Regions from separate parts of the Oryctolagus cuniculus genome. Here region 2 is linked to region 1. The links are chromatin contacts, called in public Micro-C maps. All regions are on one chromosome and are shown on one strand. The core of a region is the stretch at or near the end of the contact, and the rest is flanking DNA. Distances in the headings are between cores, read along the strand shown.

Evidence for each region. Hi-C and Micro-C count contacts between places; a contact is called where the count stands out from the background.
Region 2: a contact with region 1 is called in a Micro-C map of ear pinna, with 8 times the contacts expected there. The contact joins the promoter of SIGLEC10 here to the enhancer-like site in region 1. A contact is called at or near these places in 2 of 6 Hi-C or Micro-C datasets (ear pinna and an unstated tissue).

What each region holds. Positions count from the first base shown.
Region 1 is chr18:6,744,396-6,747,812 of mOryCun1.1, forward strand. All of the region lies in intron 2 of FPR2 (formyl peptide receptor 2), which reads right to left. Among named protein-coding and RNA genes, the nearest start is that of FPR2, 13 kb to the right of the region's middle. Within about 2 kb of position 1,511, at least 2 of the 8 cell types and tissues checked have an H3K27ac peak or open chromatin away from gene starts, as enhancers often do.
Region 2 is chr18:6,918,596-6,921,703 of mOryCun1.1, forward strand. It overlaps SIGLEC10 (sialic acid binding Ig like lectin 10), which reads left to right and starts at 1,664. Exons shown (of 12, transcript XM_070062931.1): 1 at 1,664-2,161; 2 at 2,259-2,388; 3 at 2,459-2,833; 4 at 2,944-3,108. The coding sequence starts at 2,352.

The DNA of each region.
Region 1 (3,417 bases), core at 261-2,760:
GGAATCAGGTCAACCAGAGCATCTTCTAATTCACAAAATAGCTCTTATCTAGTCAATTCTTTACCTGTATCTTCTCAAATTTACACAAGATTGCAACTTCAACTGAAACAGCCTGTTCTGTTGTAACCATTTGGCAATCCATTCTTTGCAAACAGGCAATTATTGGAACCGGAGGGAGTGGGAGAGGAAGGTGTGGCTCGTGTGGTAGATAAGGGTTCCCGTTGTACCAGAGGTTCTTCCTCTTACTTGTCTAAGCGCCTCTCATGTGCTTTCTGCGTCAAGGAGCACAGATGACCCAGTGCAGATGAGTTGATTTCCTTTTGTGGTGGGGGAGAGTTCACTCTAATCATCCACTCTCTTGATTGTTCCGGGGAAGCTCTTCTCAGAACAGTGGAACGTTGACAGCTTAGCTTTTCCCCACCAGCTACCTTGAGGGCCAAGTGGCTCCCAGAGCACCTTGCCCAGGATGTGGGGACAACAGCTCCCCCTGGAGATGTGTTGGCTTACCTGGGCTTCTGTATCACTAGCCCCATAGCCAGAGCTTGGGTGTGGACTATAAAGATACATCTGTGTTTTCAAGGTCCAGCACTAGTTCTCAGGCAAAGAGGCTGTTATTTAATTACCAGAGATCAGGGGAATCTGGCTACTCGTCCCCATCACCAGGGAGCTTTGTGAATAAATACAGATTCCTAGATTCTGCAGCAGACTCCAGGAATCGGATGCTGAGACACTGCAGTGACCTAACTCATACTTTAAAAAATACCCCTCCTGGGGCTGGACATTTGGCACAGCAGTTAAGATGTTACTTGGGGTGCTTGCATCCGTATCAGAGTGTCTGGTTCCAGTCTTGGCTCCTCTGCTTGTAATCCAATTTCCTGATACTGTGCACCCTGGTACAGCAGGTGACGGCTCAGTACTCAGATTTCTACTACTCAAGGGGGAGACTCTGATGCGTTCCCAACTCCTGGGGTCAGCCTGGCCCAGACCTGGCTGCTGCAGGCATTTGGGGAGTGAACCAGAGGATGGATGATATTCTCTCTCTCTCTCTCTCTCTCTCTCTCTCTCTCTCTCTCTCTCTCTCTCCCCTTTCTGTGTCTCTGTCAAATAAGATGAAAATGAATACATACAACTTTTAGAAAATACCTTCCCTGTTAATTCTGTTGGAAGAGCACCTGTTGTAGATGAATGGGCACGAGTTGCCTTGAGGTATTTGGAGGCACAAGATAGGAATGTGAGAGGGGAAACACTGCGCGTCCCAAGGTTATGAAACATCTGCGTTCACTTGCTTTTATCGGCTAGGAGTGGTAACTCCTAGGGTGGGATGGGATTCAGGAGAGATCTCCAGACTTCTCCAATCTCCGGAATGTGTGTTCTGGAATGAAGGGGACTTCCCGGATTTTTTAAAAACCAAAGTTCCTGGTTCAAATGTACTCAGAAATTCCCTGCAGGGGGAGCTCACAGGAAAAGAATGAGCTGTCCCTGGGTTATTTCCCGATGAGGTCACTTAGCTGAAGATGAGCCCCGACCTCCCTTTCTTTGCTGCGTGTTAGAGCAGCCGCAAGGTGGCCCTCAGTGTCCAGTGAGTTCGTTTTCATTGGCTCTGGAGACCGACAGCAGGTCCTGCAGGGCTGGTCCATTGTGGCTGCATTTGAGCCCTCAGCCCTGTCCGTTAGACCCAAATTAGAACTTAGCCTCCTATGAACAGAGTTCCCTTCCTCAGGCAGCCTAAATCTAGATGGTATACAGCGCTCCTAATGTGAAAGAAAAGGGACTTGAGTTTAACTGACCCATTTTTTTGAACTTTTAAAATGTAGAATGTAACAAACCTATAACCCCCCAAATTACTAAAAGGCTAGCATGACTCTTAATGGATTTTTGTAGAAGAAACACCCATGTCCCCCTACCCAAGTTGAGACTGTGTCAGCATTCCAGAAGTCACCACGGTGACGTGACCCTAACTAGTCACGGCTCCTCCCCCTCCTTAATTGCAATCACTGTCTTGACTGTTACACTGACTAATTCATCAATTTCCTTTATGGTTTTGCTACATACTTATGTGTTCCCAAACTATGTAGTGTGATTTTGCTGATTTGTGTTGTATGTAAACAGAAAAATATTAAATATACTCTGTTATGTCTTATTTTCTCAGCATAATACCTAAGACTCAACCATGTAGTTTCTAAAAATTCATTGCTGGATAGTAATTTTCTGAATGAAGACGCTGTGATTTCATTCTGCTATTAATGAACTTTTGGATTATTTACAGATTTTAACTACTGTGAACAATTTTGCACTAAGTGTTTGTGAACCTGTGTGGTGTCAAATATGAACATACAAATACATGAATATAAAAATATTTACCTGGGTGTAGAATTACTGGATATGGGAGACTCTTTCAAAAATATCTTAATAGGAATTTCAAGTATACCTAACAGTAAAGAAAAATTCACCAGGGCTGGCTCTGTGGTGCAGCGCGTGAAAATCCTGGCTTTAAGCGCCGGCATCCCATATGGGCACCGGTTCTAGTCCCGGCTGCTCCACTTCCAATCCAGCTCTCTGCTATGGCCTGGGAAAACAGTAGAAGATGGCCCACGTCCTTGGGCCCTTGCACCAGCGTGGGAGATCCAGAAGAAGCTCCTGGCTCCTGGCTTCAGATAGGCCCAGCACCAGCCATTGCAGCCATCTGGGGAGTGAACCATCGGATGGAAGACCTCTCTCTCTGTCTCTACCTCTCTCTGTAACTCTGACTTTTAAATAAATAAAATAAATCTGAAAAAAAAAAGAAAGAAAAATTCACCACCTTCAAAAATTGCATTTTGCCAATCTTATTTAATTTAGCCGCTTCTTTCTTTCTTCTACTCTGAAATGTTTTAAAGAAAATTTCAGGAATTCTATTATAAGTCACTTCAGTCTGTATCAATATCAGATAAGTGTTTAAAAAAGAAACAACAGCCATTAAGGTGGGCCTTTATCACCGGTTCCGATCCCTCTGGGACACCTGCCTCCTCTGAGTGCCAGCTCAGCTCCCAAGTCCAGCTTCCTGCCAGCGTGCGCCCTGGGAGGTGGCAGTGACGGCTCCAGGAGTTGGGTCCTTGCTCCCAGTACAGGAGACTAAGATTGAGCTCCAGGTTCTGGGCTTCATCCTGGCTCAGTCCCAGATGCTGTGGGCATTTGGGGTGTGAACAAATGGATGGAAGCTCTCTTTCTACCTTTCACGTAAAATGGAAATAAATTTTAAAAAACATAAACAGTAGCCACAACAACACTATCACATCAAACGAAGAACAGCGATTCTTTAATTGGATTGAGGCTTCTTAGCTAATCTAATCAGGCTTCCAGAGAGGCACCAAGAAAAGTCTTCCTGAGGCTTAGCAACTGGCTTATAGCTCCAGCAATAGTTAAGAACAGGGAGATCGG
Region 2 (3,108 bases), core at 414-2,913, 170 kb after region 1:
CACGAGGCGCGCCCAGGGGAGGTCGGCGTGGGCCACAACTTGGTAGGGTCGGAGGGGGAGTTTGGGTTTTCTTCTAAGCGCTCGGAGACACCATGGAAATGAGTGAGCGACGGGTTCCGGCTGCGGTGCAGGCTACAAACAACCCTGCTGGGAAGGAATCGGGGAGAGCCAGTCCCCCGCAGGCCCCGCTGCCGCACGGAGGGGTGCTGGCGGTGGCTGGGACCTGCACGGTCCTCCGTCGGGGGTCACTTTGCAGCCCAGGGCGCAGGAGGCAACCTAAAAATGCCTGCGAGCGGTTCTTGTTTGTCCCAGATCGGACGGCAGGGGGCGCTCGTGGTATCTTGGGAGTGCAGCCAGCGGGGTGGGGGTGGGGGGCCGCTCTGTCCCCTACAGCAGCACTGGACGGTCCCAGACCCAAAATATGGACAGTGCGGAGACTGAGAAACCCTGCACTTTTTAAACATGATGACTGTTTGGCTGATCGTTATTTGAAAGGCGGAGGCAGAGACAGAGAGGCAAGTCACTCTCCAAATAATTGAACCAGCCAGAACTGGGCCATGCCAAAGCCAGGAGCCGGGACGTCCACCTGGGTCTCCCACGTGGGCTGCCTCCCAGGGAATGCACCGGCCGGAAGTTGGGTCGGAGGCAGAGGCGGGGCCGATCCCAGGCCCTCCCATGTGAGAGGCGGGGATCCCAAGAGGGGTTTTAACCGCTACACAAAATGCCTGCTCCTAGTTGGTACTGATTTCAACTTTACTTTGAAGCAACTATGAAATCACAGGAAATTGCAAAGAAATGATGGGGGGCGTTCCCAGGAACCTTGAGCCCAGCCTCCCTCAGTGTCAGCTGACAGAAGTGTGGGTCAACGTGCAAAACGGGGAATCATGGTTGGTAGCTTGTGTGCTCTCGTTTGTTTTGAATAACTTTATTAAGATTTGTTTTGTTTATGTGAAAGGCAGAGTTACAGAGAGAGGGGGACAGAGACAGAGAGAGAGAGAGAGGTCTTCCATCCGCTGGTTTACTTCCCAAATGGCTGCAACGGCCAGGGCTGGGCCAGGCGGAAGCCAGGAGCCTGGAGCTCCATCCAGGTCTCCCACGTGGGTGCAGGGGCCCAAGCACTTGGGCCATCCGTCACCTGCTGCTCTCCCAGGTGCATGAGCAGGAGCTGGATCTGAAGTGGGGCAGCCGGGACTTGGATGGGGATGGTGGCGCTACAGGCGGCTTAACCCATCAGGGCACAACACCGGCCCCTTTATAATAACTGCTGGAACCGACCCACACCCTGGATGTGAGGACAAGGGCAGGATGGGGACAGGAGCCCCGTCCTGGCCTCTGTGTGCCAGCAGGAACTGGGGTCCCCCTATGGAGGTGTCCCAGCAGCTGGGGCGCTGTGGGCGGTGGGGCGCCTGGCGCATGCCGTACGTGCGGCTGACAGGGTGAGCACCGTGTCTCTGCATGATTGGGTCAGAGCAGTTTCCGGGCTGAGGGGCTGAGGGAACGTCTGGGAGACTTCATTTAGCTACGTTCCCCCCACCTCCGGCTGTGTCGTCACCGCCTGGCGTGCCTGCCAGCAACGTCAGCTTCAGATAGCGGGTGTTCCGATCACAAGTCAGTGTTGCCCAAGCGAGACGGGCGGGGGAGGGGAGATGGACGTGGACAGCGGCCTGGTGGGGGCCAGGGGTCAGTGTGCTCACCAGGTTGGATGAAGAGGTGGGGCAGAGACCAGCCCGGGATTGCCAGGTTTAGAACAAAAATGCAAAATGCCTCGTTACATTTAAATTCGGGAGTTTAAAAAAAAATGATTTTTTTGCCTTTTTTTTTTTTTTTTTAGTGCAAGTATATTGTACACAGTGTTTAGGGCAGGGAGCAAGACAGGCCACAGGGTGTCCGTTCTTTATCTGCAAATTTTATTGTGCACTCCAGCACGGAAGACTACTCCCTCCAAAACCCCTTCTTCTTCTGCCCCCCCCCACCACCACAGGGGCCTCCCCAGTGACAACTCTCACTTCTGCTTCCTCAATGACCAGGGCCCAGAGGGAGAGCCCCCACCCCCACCCCCACCCAGCCACAGCCTCCCGGAGCCAGACACAGCCTCCCCTCCCCTCCCACCAGCGGCATCTGGGGCAGGACCCCATCTAGCAGGCGGCGGGCAGAGAGCCACGTAGGCCAGGGGGCCGCGGGGGGGTGGGGGAGGCCCCAGCCACGAAGGGGGAGGGGGTCCCACCGCATCTGGGCTCCCTTCACGCCTCGGTTCCCAGGGCTCAGCTCCCGCCCTCGGCTTCCCCTTGGGTACAAGCACGGCTGGGGAATGCGAGGGTGCCGACCGTGCCCCAGTGCCTCCTAAAGCCACAATGCTGCTGCCTCTGCTGCTGTCCCTGCTGTCGGAGGGTAAGTGGGCCGGCGCCGCGGGGGCCTGGTCGGGGCTGGGGCTGCGGGTTGAGCCTCGGTCTGCCCACAGGGACCCGGGCTCAGGAGTACCGGCTGCAAGCGGCGAGCTCCGTGATGGTGCAGGAGGGCCTGTGCGTCTTCGTGCCCTGCTCCCTCACATACCCCCAGGACAGCTGGACTTCTGATACCCCGGCGTACGGCTACTGGTTCAGAAGCGAGACGCACACGATTTCCGGTTTCCCAGTGGCCACAAACCGCCCAGATAGGGAGGTACAGGCGGACACCCAGGGCCGATTCCTGCTCATGGGCGACCCCAGCCAGTACAACTGCTCCTTGCTGCTCAGAGAGGCGCGGAGGGAAGACTCGGGCTGGTACCTCTTTCGGCTGGAGAGAGGGCCCCAAGTGAAATACAATTTCAAGCAGTGGCTCTACCTGGATGTGGCAGGTGTGGAATCTGATGGGAAGCCCCGTCCCTCCCACTGGGGAAGGACCTGGGCCGGGCCAGAGGGGTTCCTCAGGGCACCCCTGGAGAGCTACACTGTCCCTCTCCCACAGCCCTGACTCAGAAGCCAGACATCTTCATCCCCGGGATGCTGGAGCCCGGGCAGCCGGCAAACGCCGTCTGCGTGTTTAAGTTGACCTCTGAGCACTGTCCAGCCCCGACCTTCTCCTGGACGGGGGCAGCCGTCTCCGCCCATGCAACCCAACCGCTGCGCTCCC